Linked DNA regions of Gossypium hirsutum: regions 1, 2, 3 and 5 are each linked to region 4. The links are chromatin contacts, called in public Hi-C maps. All regions are on one chromosome and are shown on one strand. The core of a region is the stretch at or near the end of the contact, and the rest is flanking DNA. Distances in the headings are between cores, read along the strand shown.

What was found. A called contact is a pair of places that touch in the nucleus more often than the background predicts.
Region 1: a Hi-C map of leaf shows a contact between it and region 4, with 4 times the contacts expected there. The contact joins the enhancer-like site here to the promoter of LOC107899530 in region 4. A contact is called at or near these places in 2 of 34 Hi-C or Micro-C datasets (both in leaf).
Region 2: a Hi-C map of leaf shows a contact between it and region 4, with 3 times the contacts expected there. The contact joins the promoter of LOC107899535 here to the promoter of LOC107899530 in region 4. A contact is called at or near these places in 13 of 34 Hi-C or Micro-C datasets (callus, hypocotyl, leaf and 2 more).
Region 3: a contact with region 4 is called in a Hi-C map of leaf, with 2.5 times the contacts expected there. The contact joins the promoter of LOC107899536 here to the promoter of LOC107899530 in region 4. A contact is called at or near these places in 3 of 34 Hi-C or Micro-C datasets (all in leaf).
Region 5: a Hi-C map of leaf shows a contact between it and region 4, with 2.5 times the contacts expected there. The contact joins the promoter of LOC107899533 here to the promoter of LOC107899530 in region 4. A contact is called at or near these places in 6 of 34 Hi-C or Micro-C datasets (anther, callus and leaf).

The regions. Positions count from the first base shown.
Region 1 is chrD04:47,876,243-47,879,447 of Gossypium_hirsutum_v2.1, reverse strand. No RefSeq gene overlaps it. Among protein-coding and RNA genes, the nearest start is that of LOC121216558, 4.2 kb to the left of the region's middle. Within about 2 kb of position 1,912, at least 2 of the 9 cell types and tissues checked have an H3K27ac peak or open chromatin away from gene starts, as enhancers often do. A contact at or near this core is called in leaf, where this site is marked.
Region 2 is chrD04:48,256,127-48,259,691 of Gossypium_hirsutum_v2.1, reverse strand. LOC107899535 (dnaJ homolog subfamily B member 13) reads right to left here and starts at 1,759. Exons shown (of 3, transcript XM_041090743.1): 1 at 1,478-1,759; 2 at 982-1,406. The coding sequence starts at 1,642.
Region 3 is chrD04:48,273,983-48,277,265 of Gossypium_hirsutum_v2.1, reverse strand. LOC107899536 (tRNA-specific adenosine deaminase TAD2) reads right to left here and starts at 1,547. Exons shown (of 10, transcript XM_041090745.1): 1 at 1,325-1,547; 2 at 920-1,018; 3 at 377-421; 4 at 236-273. The coding sequence starts at 421.
Region 4 is chrD04:48,033,834-48,037,399 of Gossypium_hirsutum_v2.1, reverse strand. LOC107899530 (protein root UVB sensitive 5) reads left to right here and starts at 2,297. Exons shown (of 14, transcript XM_041090736.1): 1 at 2,297-2,589; 2 at 2,670-2,723; 3 at 2,837-3,015; 4 at 3,164-3,264. The coding sequence starts at 2,447. LOC107899532 (probable envelope ADP,ATP carrier protein, chloroplastic) reads left to right here. Exons shown (of 10, transcript XM_016825275.2): 10 at 1-199.
Region 5 is chrD04:48,175,612-48,179,286 of Gossypium_hirsutum_v2.1, reverse strand. It overlaps LOC107899533 (GDSL esterase/lipase CPRD49), which reads right to left and starts at 1,584. Exons shown (of 5, transcript XM_016825277.2): 1 at 1,230-1,584. The coding sequence starts at 1,340.

The DNA of each region.
Region 1 (3,205 bases), core at 663-3,162, 160 kb after region 4:
TTTACATGACAGTTTAACTTACATCTTTTGTACAGTTCTCTTCTTCAATTTTCGAACCTCAATAAACAAAAATGGAGTTAAACATTTATAATTATAAAAAGTCATAACAATTCCAAATAATTAAAAATTCTACTAAATTAAAACTTTAAAAATATAAAAAAAATTTACATACTTAAGTAGTTTAGGGTTTAAAATGGTTTTAGAGAGACTATTTTGAAAAAAAATGATTTTTTATGCCTTATTTTTCCAAACATTTGACTCCAAATATGTGGGGCTTTTTTATTATTATTTAAACTAGGTGTTTGGTTCGGGATTATCGGGTATGTATGGTCGTTGGTGATAAGGGGACTGAGAATCTCTAATGCATTCTTTCCTCCCTTGTCACCGACATGATCATACTCAAATCGTCATTTCATTTCTTAATTTCCCTTGGTCGTCATCAAATCGCCATTTCAATCACAGATTTAGTCTTCCTAAGGCCTCGATAAGCTAACACCAACTGGGTTGTCTCCCATAGAGTGTCTCAAATTCACACGAAATCGTCATTTTGGTTGGCGATTTGGTGATTAGTTGACCGACATCAAATTAGTTTGATCAATAATAATTTTGGTGCGTTATTTTAATAAATAATTATTTTTCTATATTACTTTTTTCAAAAACCTTAAGCTTATGTGGGTTTTAGAGTTTCCAACTAAAGGCCTATTTAGTAGTACTTTAAAAAAGTACTTCTGGCTCTAAAAATATTTTTGAAAGAAAAGTTGTGCTAAACAAACTGCTTTTGGCTGAAATTTTTAGTTTTTCAAAAATGCTTCTGAAAAGCACTTCTAAAAAGAAGAAGCTAAAATTTTTAGCTTTTCCTCTCCTAAAAACACTTTTGGTATTTAATTATTTTTTCACCCCTCTAATAACATAGTACTTTCCTTTTTTTTTCTTGATGCTTAATTACAAATGTTTTAAAATCATTAATTAAAAACAAAAAAAATATTTTTTAAAATACTAATTATAAATATTTAATGGTTATATTTAAATATTTAAAATATAGTTTATATATTCTAATTAAATTTGATAAATAATTAATATTTATTGCTTAAAAATATTTAAAATTTATATTTCATATATTAAAATATTAACAAGTTATAATAAATTTTTTATATTCTTACTAAAATATAATAATATTAACTAATTTAAATGCATATTTGTTACTTGATAATAACATGTCTAAAATAGATATTTTATTTCTCAGAAGCACTTTTTGACAATAATGCTAAATACTCAAATATTAAAACAAACTTTTAAAAAGTACTTTTTCACAACATTTTTCAAAAGCGTTGCTAAACTAATCCTGAGGATGATGAAGTAGACAATAGATGTTAGAATGTTATTCTTGATATTGTCAACATGGGCATGGGGAAAGATCAAAATTAATGAGCATTGAATAATCGGGCTAGGAAAGGTTAAAGTATTTTGGAGGTGCCTATATTATAGGGATTGTATTAAATTAGTTCCTCTATTATTAAATGGATCAATTTAGTCTCTATTATGTTAAAAAAAAAAGTCCAAATTATCTTGAATTATTTTTTTTCAAGTACAGTTCAATTTTATACAAAAGATTTCATTTATAGAATCATAAAAGCTTTAAAAGTATTAATTTTGTTAAACTAAATATTATTATTTTTAAACAACAAATGTTAACATTATTCTAATTTACCCTTATTTAATTCTTTTTAATTGTATAATAATTAAATTAACTCATTTAATAAAGAAAACTAATTTCATCATGTCCCTCTAATAAATCACTTCTCAAATACAATGATGCAAGGGGATTGAGTGATAGGTTGGTAGGTTTTGGGCCGAATATGAAATAGATTCGTATGCCCAAAAAGGTAAGAATTAGATAGTGGGCATATATTTCATGTGGTGGAATAAAAGTTTGATGGATGGAGAGATTTATGAGAGAATGAGCACAAGGTGGATGGATAAGGTTGAATCAATCTCTTAATCATGGCAGTTATTTCACATGAACCACTTCAACATCCTTTTATTTTATCAATTTGGATTACTGAGAGCACCTCTCTTCAATCGGAATGGGATTTTCCTTTTCTTAGTTACTGATTGTAATTTCATAAATAATTTCAATTTTCAGGAATTTGAGCTTGAAGACCGGGAATCTGGATTTCTTTTTCCATTTTTGTGTTTAGAATTCATTTGATGCGTAAAGAAGATCAATGGCGTATTTATGGGTCTGGCAGGGCCCGAATCTCTTAAAATGAAAAATTATCTATTTAAGCTCTTTAAAAATTTTAAAATTGTAAATTAGTAAATATAAAATTACACTTTAACCCCCTTAAAAATAATAAAATTTTAGTTTAATTCTTTAAAAATTATAAAGATATAAACTATTAAAAATTAAAATTTAATTTTTAACTCTAAAGGTGTTGTAGAACATGATACGAATATGAAATTAGTTCTTTTGTTGTATTATTTTTATTTTAATTACGATTTCACCCTTAAATTAGAGATCACTAAAAATATACGAATATGTGATGTCAATCTGTTTTCTGCAATGGATGGTTTCTGGGCTCCAAGTAGGTTCTTAAATTTAATGTTTTTCACGATAAAAATAATATGGAAGTTTTGTACTAAAAGTTAGATTACATTTTATCTTTTTATTAAAAAATAGATAAATTAATTCTTGTTTCTTAAAACAAAGAGCAAATTAATCATTTTTGTTAAAAATTTCATTCATTTGTATTATTAAAAACTAACATGGCTAATGGAATAACCAAACAGACATGTGACATGCCACATGTACCTCATGTTGATGTACATGGACTAGTTTTTAATAGTAGAAATAGATAGAATTTTTAATAGAAAGACCAGTTTGGTATTTGATTTAACATACATGGACTAATTTGCATATTTTTTTAATAGAGGGGATAAAATTCAATTCAACTTTTCATATAGAGGCCTCCATGATACTTTTACCATATATTTGCTCATGTTATTTAAAATTTAGTGTTTAATAATGTTTATGATTTTATAATTATTTAATCTTAATATTTTTAATAACTTTTATATTTTTAATATTTTTTGGCTGGTCAAATTCAATGGAACACCATTAAATATTTTTGACCAAAATGTATACTAGAAGAATAGTTGATGTAAAAAAAAATGGTTGAGGTGATTATGACAAATCTTTGGACGT
Region 2 (3,565 bases), core at 510-3,009, 220 kb before region 4:
TCAAGCCAAGTTTAAAGTATTAGCATAAAGCCAAAATATAAACATAAACAAGAGAACATAAAATGGAATCTAAAGTGACCATCAAGAAATCTGCAAAGTTCATCATAAACACATAGATAAACAAAGAAGTTTCATAATCAATCTAATCTTCATCAACATTAAAGGAAGTGTAAAAACGAAGCTTGTTGAGAAGGGAACAGTAAAATAGCATGAAATAATCATAATATAATACCATTGAATTCACATTTAAATTGAATAACTGACCAGGAGCACTTAAGTTTCAAGTAGCTTAGAAGATTGAAACAGAAAACAAAAAGAGGAAAAGGAATGAAAAACAAAATCATTTTGCTAAAGTTGGTGCATTGTTATCCCCATTTCCCCATAGAAAACATTCTTAATAAAGCTTTCTTGTGTCAAATGCTGACTAACTTAAACTTGTACCGAGCATTAAGATCTTAAACGAGAAAGGGCGCAATCCAATAGCTATGAGAAGTTATGATGATCATCATCAGATCTCAAATAATCAAAACCATAACAAGCCAGCACTAAGCATCATCGTCATGCAGCTTTGTCATTACACAGAAAACAATCAATCATTTTAAATGATAAGATTCCTATCATCCTAATAAGAAGCAACACTATTTTAAGCAAAAAGTCAAACTTGGCAACATCTTTAAACAATAACATCCCTTGCTAATTAAGCTCATGTGACCAACGTTAATTATTCATTCTCTAATGCCTACAAACCTTTCACAAGATACAATTATTGATGTTCTACATTACTTACAAGTCATGCTCAAAACCTAATAAGAATTGAATTTAGATCCACATATGAGTCAAGCTGAAAGGCGAAAGCTCCCTATTCAAAAAGAGAAATCAAAGTATGAAAAAGTGAATAACTAAGCATTACCAATTAAATATACCACCACCACCCCCCCCCCCAAAAAAAATTAAGTATATTAACTAAAAATAAAAGATTACCCGCTAGCATCAATAACATCCCTAGAAATCTTCATTTTCTTGGTAGTCCCTTTATATAGATCCTCCAAGCTGCAGGGTAATGGTTGTTCAATAGCGGGTCCTTTACGGAGCATAGTTGTAGAACCCTCCCCAGCTCCACCCCTAAACGACCCGAATATGTCTTCCCTAAACATGCCCCTGGGGAACCCCGACATCCCAGCACGTGACCCGCCCATATCACCCATCCCTCCAAATGGACTCGAACACCCAAAAAACTCCGAGAAAATATCTTCGGGGCTCCGAGGATTGAACCGGAACATCGTCGGGCCAGAACCCCCGTCCGCCCCTCCCGGAAACCCTCCCGCACCCGGAGGCGGCATCTGGCCTTTTAACCCTTCTTCGCCGTACTGATCGTAAACCGCACGCTTTTGGGGATCGCTCAAAACCTATAATTGATTGAAAACTTTCCATTACTAAAAATGATGATCAGAAAAAGGAAGCAAAAAAATTTAATTACATCGTAAGCTTCGGAGATTTGCTTAAATTTGGCTTCGGCTTCTTTCTTGGATTTAGGATTCTTGTCGGGATGCCACTTCATGGCCAGCTTACGATACGCTTTCTTCAAATCTTCATCATTAGCATTCCGGTCGACCTGAAGAATCCTGTAATAATCAACACCCATTCTTCACTACTGCTGCCGTTGGCTAATTTTCCTCTGTACTCTTTGAGCTTCAACTTGAGTTGTTTGCATACGAATTATATGAGACTAATTTTAATAGGCAACGGCCCATCATCTAAATCCTCGCAGGCTTACCATCTTTTCTGGCCTAATAATCAATTTTCTCCTTAATAGCCAAAAATGCCCCCCGCATTTGCAATTCATCACATAAATATCCAACGAGGCCTTCTGTTGGTTATTAAACATGTATTTGTCAGCATATTATATTTATATATAATAGTAAGATTTTCATCAAATTGATATTAAAATAAAATCATCAAATTATGAGTTTTGGGTTTTTAATTTGAAGACTGAATTTTTATACTTTAATTTTATTTTCTATTAATTTTAATATTATGTTCTGACTTAAATTACTAATATGGTTTCAGAGCTATATAAATTGACTAATGTGTGTGTTTTTTTTAAATAAAGAAGTTAAAATCATAAGATTAATTTGAATTTTTTTTAAATTACGAATGAGTGAAAAATGACAATTTTTTATTGAAAGACTAAAGGGTAAATTACACCAATAGTCACTCAACTTTGATGCAGTTGGCAAAACAGTCACTCAACTTTCGAAAAATTACAAAACAGTCACTAACGTTATCGAAAAGTGACAAATCAGTCACCCATTAACATTTTCCATTACAGACCTAACGGGACAGGTGACGTGGCCAGTTAACTTGCCACGTTGGACAAGGCAAAGTTGAGTGACTTTTTTTTTTGTCCTTCCTTTTCCCTTTTTTTAATGAATGACCTAATATTTTTTTATTTTTTTGCGTAAATGGCTCAATATATTTATACTTCTTCTTTTCCATCCCAAGAATCTTGCGGTCGACGCCTCCGCCACAACCATCTTTGGCATCACCATCGTTGACCTCCAAACCACCGCCACCCTATCCTTTTTTTTCTTTTTCAACCCCCCAATAAAGGAGCCACCACGGTTGGGATCCAACTACCTTTTTCTACTGCCCAAAGTCATTAACTCTGAAAAAAATCATATCAAAATAGGATTGAAGACAATTTGGAGTCAAACTATTAGTACCCACAACCAAACTAGTAAGGGGAAAGTCCTCTAAAGAAACATTATCAAGTCTGGGATATGATATGATATATACAAAAAGGGAACATCCAGGCAAAATCATAATCAAAACAAAATCAAAAAGAGAAAAACAAAATAGGAGAAACTCCATTGCCAACATTATAAAGTTGCATAAAACAAAATCAAAAGCAAAACAAGGGAACATCCAGACAAACTAAACAATCGATTGAACCCATGATTTTGGGGAACAAAGGAAGCAGTTCCTCCAAAAGGACAGCCAAATGTTGACAAGGGATTCTAGAGTAGGTCAGTGATTAGCAAGATCCCAAAGTCGAAATTGGACTAGGTATTGTAGCAAAGGAGGATGAGAAATGGATTAGAAGAAGAGCTGCGGAGATGGTCGGCAACGAAAGTTGGGGTCAAGGTGAGGTAAACCCAATCCTTGGAAAGGGATTTGAATCGGGTCACGGGGTCAACATCTCCATTTCTTCTCCTCCTCTTCTTTTTCTACTACTTAAACCTTAAACTGGTGCTAAAAGAGGCTGTTTAAATTGGTGCTAACTGTCCAACTGGCCGGTTAATAACAACAAAGACTCCATTAAATGTCATGTCACTTTTCTTTTATATTTGTAACGGAAATGGCTAAAAGAATTGTTTTGTTATTTTTCAAAAGTAGAGTAACTGAATTGAAGCCAAAGTAACTGTTTTGTCAACTACATCAAAATTGAGTAAATGTTGGTGTAATTTACCCAAGACTAAATTGTATTATAAGCACTAAATCTTTGAAAAGACAAAAACCATGATTTGACCTAATTATTAATTGTTACATCTGTGTAATTTCCCAA
Region 3 (3,283 bases), core at 298-2,797, 240 kb before region 4:
TCAAACGTGGATAATACTTTCTAATAAGTTAATAATTTCTGTTATATAGATTTTGGTATCTTTATGTATTTGTGTCGTGTTGTATTTCATATAATATTTTCAGTTTTTTTCCCAGGTCATGCAAAGCAATGCCAATCTACATTAGTAACAAAAGAGAAGCTAAATTCATATTTTCATCCAATAAAGGGAGAAGGTTGGTTAAGGCAGAAACGAAATTTATGAGATTAATACTTACCCAACAGGCACTTCAAGGCTTTCCGAAGCAAGTTTTGCCTGGAAAAAGAAAGGTGGGAGGGGGGGGGGAGGAGCTGAATTACAGTAGCAACAGTATAAAAATTGGATTACGAAAAGGAAGAAAAAGAATGATTGGGATTACCTGGTGAATTGCAAGTTCCATGTATGCTAGATTATCACTTTCCATCTAAGACAATAAGAAAGAACAAAGAAAGTGAAGCAAAAGCTAAAAATGACAAAGAGGAAAAATAAGACCAGATTTTAGACGAAATGACTGGTAGCTACTGAAAGAAAAACAAAAAATGAAAAAAAACAACTGCCCAAATCCTGCAATTCAAATACCAATATTCAACTACCTAAAAACAAGAAAAGTAAAACCTACGGGTGAGCAATCAGTCGGGTCAGTGCAGAAAAATCAAAAACTGACTTAACCGACTTCCCCTTTTTAAGGAACTGAAACCGAACCGACTTAGTTGGAGAACCGAGAAAACCAACCCAAATTAGTTTTGATCCGTTACTGACCAAACCGAGTTTAGTTTGCTTCAATTTTTTTTCCAAACATGATAAAATGACGATAGCAATTGACAAATTCAGTTTACAGCTTCAATTTTAGATTTTTATTTTTTTTATAATTAAAAGAAGGCAACGGGGCCGTAAGTTCTACCAGACCTTACATAATTGGTACCTCTCATATCACTCAAGCATAATTTTTGAACTTCAGGGAATAGGTCTTCAAAAACCTTAACAGCATATGACCTGCTGGTTCATGACTTCGCCATAAAATCTGCAAATTGATTGGCTTCTCGATACACATGCTTAAAATGCACAGTAAGTTCTTACACATTAACTGATAACAACAGCTTTAAACTCGATTCAAAGGACATATGATTGGAGGGTTGAGTCTATTTGTAACCCACAAAATTGCCGATAAAATCAGCATAATTGAAGGCCAATGGATGCAAAATGCTACATAATTAAAACAGTTTTAGTAAAATGACGAAGAGGTCCATCTTAAAGAAACGATTTCAGTCAAATATCAATAACCCCAAATCGCAGCAAATATAATTAGAAAAAAAACCCAAAAAATTACCTGAGAACCGAGAAAGGCGAACTGATCAGCGGTAGCGCGAAAACGAGAGAGGGAGACCTTACACCGACTGACGACCAATGGACAGAGATTAAAAAAGGAAAAAAGAATAGAAATAAAAGAAAAAAGAAAGAAAGGGCAACAGAAGGGAGGAACGGGTTTTAGGAGAGAATGCAGAAAGGACTAAGGTGAAAGACAAAGAGAAGAAGAAGAAGTGGAGCAACAGTTTTAACAAATTTGGGCAAGTTGAAATTGTTAGAATGGCCAAGTGTAAAGGGAAAAGGAGAATATTGCACCCTAGGTCCCTGTACCTTTGAATTGTTTCTATTCAACCCTTGGGTCACCGGGTACAATTTTTTTTTCTTTTCCTTTATTTTGAATTGTTGTTTTTGTTTTCCTTTTGCATCTACGATCTCAGTTAGAATTATTAGCACATGGTGTCGATGAATTGAAATTCAAATTCATGTTGAGTATATGCTTTGATATATCATGTATTTGAATATGTGCGCTTTGGTATATATATATATTATATTCACACATTTATATGGCCATGCAATATGCTAAAATGAGGGGGGGTGCATGGGAATGAGAACTACAACCACTAAATCATCTCAAAGCACAACCATGTTTAGTATCAATGTGATACTTGTTCTTTAAGAATGTTTAAATTTTTTATGAGTAGCTCCTGAAGATTAACAAATTTATCATTGTGGTACTCGTTGTTTAAGAATGTTCAATCTACCTATCCTATCAAAACATCGAACTGCTTATCTACCTACCACTAACACATTTAAATATGACTTATAATGTGGCTTTCCGAAGCAAGTTTTGCCTATAAAAAGAAAGGGGGGGCTGAATTACAGCAACAACAATACAGAAATTGGACTAGGAAAAGGAAGAAAAAGAATGATTGGGATTACGTGTGCAAGATTATCACTTTCCATCTAAGACAATAAGAGAGAACAAAGAAAATGAAGCAAAAGCTAAAAATGACAAAGAGGAAAAATAAGACCAGATTTTAGACGAAATGATTGGTAGCTACTGAAAGAAGAACAAAAAATGAAAAATAAAATTAAAACGATTGCCCAAATCCTACAATCCGAATACCAATATTCAAAACCCTAAAAATAAGAGAAGTAAAACCATAAACAAATACAACACATAGAACACAAAACTGAGTTCAAATGAATGAAATAACGAAAGAAAACGTATCTCAAATGTAATGGTTTTGGAGAAGAAATCTAAAGAAGGATCCGAAAGAAATGGCCTCAAGAAATGGAATAAATAAAAAAATTATAATTTTTAAAAATATATAAATTATAAACAGAGATAAAAATTTTATTGTTTTTTCTTAATCAATAAATTGATTTTTTTTTTTGAGTTCTTTCAGATTCTTACTTAATTTAATTTTTATTTGAGATCAAATAAATGGTTCTCACAAACATAGTCCCTCAAAGGTGATCAAATTCAGTTAATTTTCACTAATGACATTCCTCTTGCAGTGAGTCTGTGCAAGTCAACCATTCATCATCATCTCGATACCAAAGTTGCAATGAATATCTATTATGGCTAAAATGAAAAAAAAAAAAAACATTCTTCCTGATAGTTTGCTAGAAGCTACAACAGCAATGTCCTATCATATATATTGAATTAACATTAGAAACAAGATTGGTTAAAGCAAAATAACTCAGATAGGATTTTAGAAAACTCACAATGAAGTATGAAGCACCGACAAGGCTATTCCGCTGTCGTACCGGCGTCTGACACGGACACGCACCAGACGAGTAGATGGAGCAGAAGCAGCCGTGATCCAACTGATGAAGATGAGATGTAGTTGAGAAGTTGCAGCTAGCAGGAGCAAAGCTTAGGGGTATTAAACGACAAGGGAGAGGTTTTTTTTTTTTTTTTAAGTTGATTGGATTTGGATTATTGGATTATTTTATTTGCTATAACAAGTAGTTG
Region 4 (3,566 bases), core at 1,048-3,547:
CCAAAAGTTGCTGTAGTCAGCTTGGTGTTATTTTTTTTTGGTTCATTTTTAGGTGGTGGAACTGCAATCTAATTTCCACCATAATGGTACGAAATTTGCAGTACCAAGTAATCATGTATTGTACAAGCAAATGCTTAAGCTGCCACTTAATTTTGTAAGACAATTGTTCCCGCTGCAACAACGACTACAATGTTTGATCTTTTCTGGGTTTGCTATTGGATTTTAAATGATTCTACATCTCCTTTTTCATTTTTCTGTCTATTAGGCCAATTTAGCATTGCTTTTGGATTTCTTTTTTCAAACTGAGGTTTCATTTGTAAGCGAATCTTTCACTTTAAATATATATTTGTAATATTTATATTCAGTATACAATTTTCTTTTTCAAGGTATTTAGAAAACAATTATTGTTCTTTTAAAAAATGATTTAAACCACGAAATCTCTACCAACAATTATTTGGAACACATTGATCGAAGGCGATATTATTGTAAAGGTTTTAAGTCTTTTGAAATTTTGTATAATATAATATCTTAAAAACCTCAAATTAGTTTTAGAAAAAATTCATCCTAAAATATCCACTATTTTTCAAAATAATTATTCACTTTCATAAATACACTCTCAGTCAAAAATAAATAAATAAAACCATCAATAACTTAAAATATCATTTTGCTTACAAAAAAAATATAATGTTTATTTTACATATGTAACTAGTTATTGTAAATATGTATTAAAATATATTAAATTATTTCTTTAAAGTATTTAAATAAATTTGTAATGTTTGATGAATAATATCTTTAAAAACTAAAACATATTAATTTAGTGATATTATAATGTTAATTAAAAGATACATAAAATTTTAATTTATTAAACAAGAAGAATGCATAGAAAAACCATCTCCGATACATGCAATAATTAAGGAATTGTGTATAGACTCATGAGAGGTTGGAATCATTAAAAACAATTACATTCATTTTTATATACAAATTAAATTAATGGTTGCAACTCTATTACTTAATATATTTTATTGTTTTTGGAGAAATTATGTATTTTAAAATAATTAAATATATATATACACACCTATAGTATTAATTAATTACAAATATTTATTTTCCTAAAAATAACAAAATATATAATTTTAATTAATACATACCAAACAATCATTTTCGTTTAACCCTTCTTCACTTCATTTTAAATTTACACAAAGATATTAAATATTTTTTTGATTAATCAAATAAATTAATTTATAGTAATAATGCGTAAAAAATTATGTTACGTAATTAACGTGTGCAATCAAAATATTTGATTAAAAAAATAAATTTGCTAAATTGTAGGATTTTCAATCTTTTGTTAGCATTACATAATATTTTAGAATGTTTTTTTTAAAAGCTTGTTTATAAAAAAAATTAGTTTTTAAAACATTTTAGTTAAAATAATGTTGTATGTTTTAATAATAATTATGTTAATATTATTGAATAAAGGGTAAATTATTAAAATAGTCACGTTTGTTTGCCTCAGGTTACATTTTACTCACTTATGTTTGAAATGTTACGTTTTTGTCAATTACGTTATCATGTTATAATATTTTAATTACTGAGTTGTTGATTGTCATTAATGGTGTAACAGTAAGCTGACGTAGTACATTAAATCATCATTTCAAATGAAAATTTTAGGTTAAATTCTACAATTGGTCCCTATTATTTTCATTTTGAGCAATTTAATTTTTTTCTTTTTTATGTTCTTTTAACTTTTATTTTTTATTTTATTTTTTCATTCTATTTTGCTTCTCCCTCTGCTTTTCTTTTCCCTTCTTCATTTCTTTTAATGTAGCTTTTCTATGTTATTTATTTGTTAAAGCTAGTCCACAAACTCCCATAACTCGAAAAAATTAAATTGTTCAAAAAAATAAAAGTATAGAGATTAGTCTTAATAATTGGAAAACATAAAAAACTATGTCAAAAAATGAAGAAGGAAGAAAAACAGATAGAGAACAGAAGATAATGGAGAAAAAAAAGAAAAAAAGTTAAAAAAACATAAAAGAAAATTAAATTGTTCAAAACAAAAAAAATATGGGAACCGATTGTATAAGTTAACATAAATTAACGTGCCATGTCAATTTATCATTACACCGTCAATAACTCAACGATTAAAATGTTACAATGCGATAACGTTACGGTCTCATTCTAAAAATCTTCAAATGTCCCGTTTTGAGTATTGGGCAATGGGCTGGGTTTGAGAAGTCGAATTGCCCCAGAATTCTCAAATCGGGTTTGCAACGCTATTAAAATTAAATTCCGGGATTTGGTTGGCTAAGGAAGGAGGAAAGCAGATAGAGGGTGACGCCTTCCCTCTTCAGCTCCGACAGTGAAAAGAGTGAATCTTTTCAACTTTTCTTACAAAACCCACCGTCCATGAACTAATAATATCTATTAAACCTCACTTCATCCTAAAATGACTCTCTCTTATTCTCTGCAACTCCCATTCCCTTCACCGGTTTTTCGTTCCCCAAGAAACACCATCGAAAAGAGATTAGGCAATCTTCGAACCCTCCATTCTTCAAAAGAAGGTGGGCAACAACATACTGAAAATGATAGGTACCTGCTCCTTCATCAACCCCTTGTTTTATTTTCCTTCACTTTCCTCAATTTAACATTTCTTTTTTCTTTTTGCATAGAAGTCAAGACCAAGTGATTTTATTAGAGAGATATGGAAATGGTACTATTAAAAGGTTTATTCCCTAGCTTTTCATTCCCTTTTATTTAGTAGAAAGGATATGGCTGTGGCACTATTAAAAGTTGGAATCTGAATGGTTGCTGTTGATCAATGTTTTATGATGATCAGATACATGCTAGATGATGATGATGATGATGATGATGATGATGATGATTTGCAGATTCGAGCTTTTCTTGAGAAACATGATTCAACAAGCAACGAGTTCCAAGGATCAAATTTATCTGACCCAAATTTGTCTTGGCTACCACAAGTCCTCAAAGAATTTATCTTGCCTGCGGGTTTCCCTGGTAAACTAACAGCTAACATTTCCTTTCGTTTGTTCTTTGTTCTTTTTCCTTTATATATTCACCTCTAACATTGTCCAGATAAGCATATCTCTTGTTTAACAAGTATCAACACAGTTGCTTGTCCTTTTTCTTTTTTCAATCAATGCAGGGTCTGTCTCGGATGATTACTTGCAATACATGTTGTTACAGTTTCCCACAAATGTTACTGGATGGATCTGTCACACTTTAGTTACATCAAGTCTTCTTAAGGCATGTGAATCTAACTCCGGCCACTATCCTTACTTGGGTATGTGATTTGTAGGATATTTCACTCCATTTTGGCTTGAAAGAAGACAAAATGCTTTTAAGACTGTAAAATTATTGCTTTCTATGGAAAGGTGAAGGATGTTAGGATTGTAGTTTTCTCTGGTGTCGATAATTATAATTTGATTTCATTTGGTATCAGTTAGTGTGTATTTTTGGGTGGTGCTGAGCAGAGTGGGTTTTTGAGTATGTGAATTTGCAGATAAGGCTTCAATATCATTTCTAGATTAGTTTTTATCTTGATGAAT
Region 5 (3,675 bases), core at 335-2,834, 140 kb before region 4:
TATTTACTTAATTCTTCATTCTAATAAATTGGTTTTAGATATGCTTGGGGGCTTCCTTGGAGTTCGACAACAATTTCTTTTAACTCAAGAAATCCTAATTTAATCCTTCTTTGACACTCTTTTAGCCACCCCTCTCTTTCTTTACTTTTAGGTTTCTTTTTCATTCAGTAGCTAATTTGTTTTGCTTCTTTTGTTTATGGGTGGGTTTGGATGGGCGATTGGGTGTGGTGCGGTGCGGTGCGTTTACTTTTTGTCTCACGCTACAGTATCACTACAGTATCTAATCTCACCGCCATCGCTGTTTTTATACTAACCGCAGGTAAGCGCACCGCCCATCCAAACTCACCCTATGTCTCAATTTGACAATTTCTTCTCAATCAAGAATGACCCAAAACATATTTAAATGATTGGATCTTTGTTGTTCTTTTGATTTCATTTGACTTTAATCATTATTCTTTCAATTTTGTTCTAACCTATTGTTTTCTCTTAATTGAGAGTCTTGACTTGATCTAAATTCATCAAGAACAAACCGACTAATTTTTCAATTCGGCTTACTTGTTCTTTCTTACTTAATCATTAAGTTTTTATTTGTTGCCCTTTTATTTTACTTAGATCTAAATAGGTTAAATTCCAATTTTCCACATTTGTCTAGAACTTAGATAAACTTGCAATCCTGTTCTGTATGCGTTTCTATCATCAATAGTTAAAAACTGATTTTTCTGTGACCAAAGTAAAAACGATTTAAAAATCAAGTGACCAAACGGAATCACCTAGTTTTATGACTGGGATAGTTACCCCTTCTTTTTCAAGTAAGAAAAGCGTAATGAGGTTAGAATGAGGAGGATGCTTAAAAGTAGACAATGAAAGTAAAATGACCATCCGGTAGTTTTTCCTTGTCTTTCCAAAAGGTAAAGTGGACCCCCAACAAAAGGCTGCCACACCAATCCATTGAAATCAGACTCACAGGAAAAAGCAATCAGAAAAGAAAAAAAGAGAGATGCTAATTGGAATCCATATGAATAATCTTCTTCCTCGAAGGATTTGAGAAAAAGCAACCTGAATCCCACTACTAAGAGAAAAATGTGTGAATCTCTTCTCTGTTCATCAAAGGAGAAACCCAAAATCTATAGCTTTTTAAAGCTGATATGAAATCTGGGTATCAACCCATTTGTGCTAATATTAACCCAGAAAACAATAAATGCAAAGAAGAATAAGATGAAAGGAAATACCTTGCGAGCATATGCATGTGCAAGAATTGCACCCCAACCTTCGTGGCTGTAACTCAACTGAACGATGGAAGATCCAAAGAGGACGAAGAGAGGTCTGCCTGGACCAATCATGTTTGATGTTCTAATTTTTCTTTTGTTTTGAAGGCTTTCTCTCGCTCTTGGTGTGTGTTGTTTCAGACAAAAGTAGTGACATCTACGTGATAATGTTTTTCTATTACTTTGTATATTTTCACTTCAATGGAGGGGGTTTTTGGGTTAATATAATATTTGATATCATATTTTTATAAAAAAAATTTATTTTTTTTAATTTAGTTAAATTCAAATATCAAATTGAACCTATAAATTTAAAAAATGTGTCGAGTATTAAATTGGACCAAAATAATTAAATATCGAAAAAGTGTTAAATTTAGTTATTAAATATTATATTTTGGAATGGTTGATAGGCTGCCGTCAGTTCCTTTAACCATTTACGATGAAAAGTGAAAGGAGGGGTCAGTTTCATTGGCCTAAATTCTCTGTTTTTAAGATAAACCTTTTATTTCGGTATTCTTTTTTATTTATTTTATAAATTACTTTAAATAAGGATATACGTAGGATAATAAAACTCAAGTAATTTCAAATTTATTTACCGATACAAATTAAAGTGGATTTTTTTGAACAATAATTATGAAATGGTTGTGGTAGTCTTTCTACCTCACTTACTATATAAAATCTCTATCTTTTATAAATATATATAAATATAAAAATGCATTATAAAAAAAAGCTTTTATATTTTATGTTTAAATATTTTTTTTAATATTATTAAACATGCGTATTTAATTATTTATATTTAGTCATATAATAAATTATTAATATAATTAATATAATTTATTATTTTTAATAAATTATTTAATATTTAAATTTTATTTTAATAGTAAATTTTAAAAATAATAATTTTAAATAATATTGTTCACATATTATTGAAAATATCAATATTAATATTTTAATACTAAATATTTATTACAATTATAAATATATTAATAATAAATGTTTTGTAATATAAATGTTAAAATATGTCATAAGTCTATATACTCTTCACAAATTTGTAATTTAGTTTCTGTACTTTTATTTTCAAGAATTTAGTCACTCTACTTTTCAGATTTGAAAATTAAGTCCAACTGCTGACATTATTGATTTTTTTTTTGTCAATTTTGTTAAAGTCACATTTTTAAATAAATAAAAAAATACTCAGTTGGTAGTCATGTAACTAAAAAATAATTGTTGCAATGAACCTAAATTTAACAAAATATTTTTAATATATGTAAAAACAATGTAAAATATAAAATTACAGATATAAAAGAAACTCAATTAAACAATGAAAAAATAAAAAAAATCTCAAATGTATGTTTGTTTAATTGAAAACGACTTTTATGAAATGTTTTTAAAGAACCTGCCAAACAAAAAAAATATTTTATATAAATTCATCCAAACACCAGAAAATATTAACTTTTCCAGAATAGTAAGTCATTTTCTAGAAATCATATTCCGGAAGCCATTTTCAATGAAACAAACGGAGCCTAAATTTATTTGTTAGGAAAAAAAAGTGAGAACGAAAAAAAATGAGGGAAAAAGAAAACTTGTTGAACTAATTTCATAATTATTCCTATGCACAATACTAACATCTCTTCCGAGTTTTGTAGGTACCACCAACTGAGGCACCCCTTTCATGAACGAATATGGCTTTTCGCGAAGGATGGGAACAAAACCCCGACGAACGAAATTTCGAAAAACTCTCTCGAACGAGCCGACTCACCCTCAACAAGTTATGATCTCTTAAAATATTTTTGAAAAACATAATTTATTATTTGATTGAATTGAATTCTCCACTATTATTTAAAGTAAGGGGCTTTTATTATTTTTGTAGAAAGGAATTTATTTTTTTACTCGGTTTTAGAGGAGGTCATTCAATAATTTGTAACAACTTGATTTTCATTGGTGTCGGAAAAATCGATTTCAAGCCCGAGTTTCCTTAAATTGAAACAGTCCGATTATTAAACCGATGATATTTATGAGTTGACTAGGAAATTAGCAATTAGAAATATTAGATGGTTTATTTGAATAATTAGTGAAAATAGTATAAAGATTAAATTACAAAGTGATTAAATTAGTGAAATTTGATTAGGGAAAATTGGTAGGACTTAATGTGAAATTTACTAAGGGCTTGGGAGTAATTAAATCATTATTAAAAATTTGTTAGTGGATTAATTTGATATTCACCATCCATTTCCATTAATTTCTACCATGTGAAAAACACTAACCATAGATTAATGTTAATATTAATTAATATGCTCTTAGTGGGTGGCAGAAACCAAATTGAAACTTCCTGCTCTCTCCACTGAAACTCCAAGAGAAAAAGAAAAGAAGGCTTAATGGCACCTAGGTGTCAAGCAAGCTTAAATTGGTGGAA